Linked DNA regions of Danio rerio: region 2 is linked to region 1. Evidence: chromatin contacts called from public HiChIP or PLAC-seq data. All regions are on one chromosome and are shown on one strand. The core of a region is the stretch at or near the end of the contact, and the rest is flanking DNA. Distances in the headings are between cores, read along the strand shown.

Region 1 (2,654 bases), core at 79-2,578:
AGGATAACAGTATTATCAATAATAATTTATTTATTAATCTATATTAACAACAATTACAAACTTAAAGCACGGAAGGATTACAGCATTATTACTATTATTATTAATATTATTGTTGATATTATATTATTATTAATCATTTACTTATTAATATACATTAACAAAAGCAACATGGAAGGATTACGGTATTATTGCTATAATTGTTATTAATAATTATTTATTAAGATATAATAACCAACAATTACAAACTTGAAACAGAAGGATTACAGTATTATTATTATTATTATTATTAATCATATTAATAACCATTTATTTATTAAGATTTAATAACAATAACAATTATACCCTTAAATCACAGGACGATTACAGTATTATTACTATTATCATTATAATAATTATTATTATTAATATTATTATTATAAATAATTCATTCATATATATTAACAACTACAATTACAAACCTAAAACGTGAAAGGTATTACTACAGTAATACAGTATTATAGCATTATTATTATTATTATTATTATTATTATTATTATTAATTCGTTTATCAATATAAATAAACAATAATTACAAACTTAAAACAGGATTAAATTATTAGTAATATTAATAACCCCTTCAGACCTGAATTATGTTCCAAATTTCAGAAAAAATGGGATGTTGTGTGATGTCCATTGTAATAGATGCAGGGTCTGAAGGGGTTAATATAGTAAGATGTAACAACAAGGATTACAAACTTAAAACACACTGAAGAATTACATTATTAATATTAATTAATCTATTAATATCAACAGTAATTACAAACTTAAAACATACAGAATGATTACATTAGTACTGGGAAACATCCATACACACTTCACCTTAACAACATGTCTTTGGACAGATCCAGCCAGATCCATGCCAATCACTAAGCCACCATGTCGCCTATTATTTATTTATTTATTTATTTATTTATTAAGGTATACAATTAACAACAACAAATACAAACTTTAAACGCACAGAAAGGTTACATTATTATTGTGATTACTATTATTATTAAGCATTATTCTGTTGTGGAATTTTTCAGGATATGTTGATTTGTAAATGTGGTATTCACCAGTTATATAACTCAGAAATATCATCTAGCTCTTTATTGTTAAAAACATCTGAGTGGCAAAAAGTTCACCAGAAATGAAATCCTTACACAAGTAAGGATACCGGCGTGTTGAATTAATCCACAGCCACTCCAGATTTGTGTTTTCATTTGCAGGTGCACTCCGAGTCACTAGATGGCGCAGGAAAGCATCTGAACCATAATCTCAACAAAGCACGAACAAAAAAAGACTTCCTTTTCCGGCTGATGTTCAACATGCTGAGGAAATAGACATCAGAGACAACGCCAAGTTTTCCCCGGTTACTTTTATTTTCCACAGATGCGCTTGTGGTTTTTAATTATCAAGTTAAGGACAATTGTTGAACGACAGTACTAGCACATTTGTCCTGCATATCGGTGAGTAAAAGAGGTGTACATGGGTTGAAGGTGCGATTTGTGGTGAATTTTTCTCAATCAATTTAGCATTCATTTATTGTTTACATTTGCTAAATGGTTATGCCTTAGCATTTTGCCCAGGTTTTTTCATAGTAAGGCAAGAAACTACAGATGAATTCGGTAAAAAACTAAATTTTTTTAAAATAGTTGATTGATTACATCAAGAATTGAACATATCAAATAATGCGTTATTTAATTAAACTGCCACTATATATATATATATATATATATATATATATATATATATATATATATATATATATATATATATATATTTATATTTATATCTTAAGATATATCAAGTCAGGTTCAAAATTGTTTAATGTTTTGACGGTAACATGAAGAATTCAGTTGCAAAAACCTCTAAATGCCATCTGAAATGTTCTCCTACAAAGAGCATTTTTCTCAGCTTCCTGTTTATGTTCAATTATTTCACTTGAAAGGCAATGAAAATAACTTATTCGTCACTATAAATGTTAATTAAAATAAAACTAAAATTCTCATTTTAGAAGAAAATACCAAGTTGCTTTTAGTGGTGTGTGCATCTAAACTCTTCATATTTTCAGAGAGGGGATTTTGGGTATCTGTCACTCAGTGATTCAGAAAATACTGCAGTCATAGAAATGTATTTGCACAAGATTTAAAAACAAAAAAATAAAAATAAAATTTTCACAACATTTAGTAGAATAAACATTTAATAATAATGAGACAAATGATATGGGATAAAATCTGTTAAATCTTTAAGAAAACCACTGAAGTTTGTGTGTGCAAGTGCTGCTGAAGTAAAGATTTATAACTCTTTTTGATAAGACATATTGTTACATATGTACAATAATTCAAATCCACAGAAAAAAATTTATGAAGAGTGGCATGACTAACTATTAAACATGAATTTTAATGTTCTCTTACCAATAAACTAAACAAAATTGTCCTGAAAATAACAGTTTTTACCTTGAGTGTCTCACCTTGTTTTTAGAAGCTTTCTTTACTGTACCTCTGAGTGTGTCCAAATTCTGCCCTGTAGGGCTTGTGTCCTGCAATTTTTAGCTCCAACTTGCCTCAACTCCTGCACCGATGTTTCAAGTAGGGTGAAGCGGCAGGTCCAGAGACTCAATTGCATCCTCAAAGT
Region 2 (2,654 bases), core at 41-2,540, 580 kb after region 1:
GATACATCAACACGACTGCATTCCGACGCATCTCCGCAAACATCTGTTTAGTCGGATATGCACAAGCAACCAGGAAATCTCTCCGTCTCCATTGTTACTTAGCATGTGTAAACAAAGAGCGTTTTTGTCACCACTATCGCTTTCTGAACTCACTGTGGGTTTCTAAAACATGGAAATATAATCTGTAGCAGGGTGACATATTCTTCACGGTCTTAAGAATGCGTTTTCACTTCAGCAGCAGTTTTAGGACAGAATTGTTTTCTCAGTCAAGTATTTTCATGACTATCAATATGCTGCAAGCATGCCTGCACTAGAGAGCAGGGGGAACTCGTCATCACTATTACATCTCAAAACGATCCTCATCACAGGCCATAAAGACTGCTCTCATGTTCCCCCACAGTCATGATGTGTGTAAACAAACATAAACATTAAGGGCACGCTATCAACGACAGAAAGCACAAACTTCAACTGCTGGTGCATCATTTTGATTTGCATCGTAAACGCAATAAAGAAACGCCACTCATCTTAATTTGACATGTTTTCTGTGTTCTAAATTAATGAATAAATATAGAATATATTAAAGACAAAATACAGAATCGCTGGAACTATAAGGTCAAGTGACTTGGTGTAAAAACCGCTGGGCATCTTTATCTAAAATCATGGCACTTTGCCAAAATAATGCCACTGACCTGAAGGTAAAAGTTGAAATCTTTAACACAGAGTTTACACGAGGAAATACAAGACTATTTGAACTGAAACATGTCGAATACATTATGTTCGGTTGGTTTAATGTTAACCGCAGATTGTATGAATCATACGCTGCATAATATTGCTAATACATAAATGCAACAATCCGTTTTCGTTTTACATACTTAGTATGTAGCATATTGTATGTTGAGTGTTCTGGAAATTCAATATAAATAATCCTAAAGCTAACGTTTTGGCACGTTATGACAATTACACTACAAACAAATGCGTGAAAACAACCTTATACTTGCAACTCACTAATTCTCCTGATCGGAAACAGGTACACTGATTTGAGAAATTATCCGTGGAAGCTGAAGGCAGTCAGCGCCACCCTAAACACGCGCTTTCACTGGTCAAGAACGCGGAAGAAATGGGCGGATCTTTGTCGCTCGGCCCAGCAGCCAATAGCGTAACGCGAAGGCGATGAGTGACTCGGCCTTCTCCACCAATCAGCACGTCGCAAACCAGCGAGTGAACAAACCCACCCAGCTGGGTATATATACAGCGATGACAGCTCGCTAATCCACTGCGTTTGCTTCAACAGCCCAGCGCGAACAGGGAATCTCGAACACAAAAAGGCGAGTCTTTTCAACGAAATCCTGCTGTCAACATGAAGGCAATAAGCCCAGTGAGGTCCTTCCGGAAAAGTAGCGCGAGTGTAACGACGACGGAGCACAGTCTGGGAATCTCGCGGAGCAAGACCCCCGTGGACGATCCTCTCAGCCTGCTCTACAACATGAACGACTGCTACTCCAAACTGAAGGAACTGGTGCCGAGCATCCCGCAGAACAAAAACGTGAGCAAAATGGAAATCCTCCAGCATGTCATCGACTATATTCTGGACCTGCAGATCGCGCTCGACTCCAATTCGGCGATAACCAGCCTGCATCACCCGCGAGCGGGGCAGGGGACATCCAGAACACCCCTGACAACACTCAACACAGACATCAGCATCCTCTCACTACAGGTGAATCACCGCCTACTCAATTATCTATCTATCTATCTATCTATCTATCTATCTATCTATCTATCTATCTATCTATCTATCTATCTATCTATCTATCTATCTATCTATCTATCTATCTATCTATCTATCTATCTATCTATCTATCTATCTATCTATCTATCTATCTATCTATCTATCTATCTATCTATCTATCTATCTATCTATCTATCTATCTATCTATCTATCTATCTATCTATCTATCTATCTATCTATCTATCTATCTATCTATCTATCTATCTATCTATCTATCTATCTATCTATCTATCTATCGTGTTGCATGCTTATTGACCTCTAATAACAAGGCTGTTTTGTTTTTCTAGACACCTGAGTTTCCATCAGACTTGATCACAGAGGACAGCAGGACACTTTACCGTTAATCAGGTAAGTTTTCTTGAAAATACAATGTTTTTATGTGTTTTTAATTTTTCTATTAAATGACAAGTATTTGATGCAGAGGGTTTAGTTGAGGAGCAGTGTGCATGTGTGAAGTTGCAGAAAGTGTGTTGACTTTGCAAAAGCGAAGGCAGAAGTTGTGTACTGGTGTACATCTGGAGCCCAGGGTTTTTTCGCTCAGTCTCTGAGTGTTTGGTTAAATGTTCAAACTGCGGCTTCCTCTCTGGCGCCAGGCTGTCCGGATCTCTGCCCTGTTTGCATTCTCTAAATGCGCCTCTTTCTCAATCTTTTGCAGGTGTTTGGTTAAGACACAAGAACACACAGGACCTGGGAACTGGCTTTTCCTCTGATTTCTGTTCTCAGTCTGGAGTTTTTTTTTCTTCTTTTCTTTCCTGTAATTGAATCAAGAGACTTTCTTTTTTTCCTCCTTCTCAAAGGACAATCCATGTGATGTGTTATGAGTTCGGACATTGATTATTTATCTTCTAAAAAGACTTTCTTCAAGAGG

The links. HiChIP or PLAC-seq counts read pairs in DNA pulled down with a chosen protein or histone mark.
Region 2: a contact with region 1 is called in an H3K4me3 HiChIP or PLAC-seq map of embryo, with 5 times the contacts expected there. The contact joins the promoter of id2a here to the promoter of eif2s1a in region 1. A contact is called at or near these places in 4 of 18 Hi-C or Micro-C datasets (caudal fin, embryo and hematopoietic stem cells) and 1 of 4 datasets of contacts at active chromatin or transcription factors (embryo).

Annotation. Positions count from the first base shown.
Region 1 is chr17:35,952,098-35,954,751 of GRCz12tu, forward strand. eif2s1a (eukaryotic translation initiation factor 2, subunit 1 alpha a) reads left to right here and starts at 1,329. Exons shown (of 7, transcript NM_199569.1): 1 at 1,329-1,486.
Region 2 is chr17:36,531,013-36,533,666 of GRCz12tu, forward strand. id2a (inhibitor of DNA binding 2a) reads left to right here and starts at 1,291. Exons shown (of 3, transcript NM_201291.1): 1 at 1,291-1,714; 2 at 2,074-2,134; 3 at 2,442-2,654. The coding sequence starts at 1,358. The coding sequence ends at 2,130.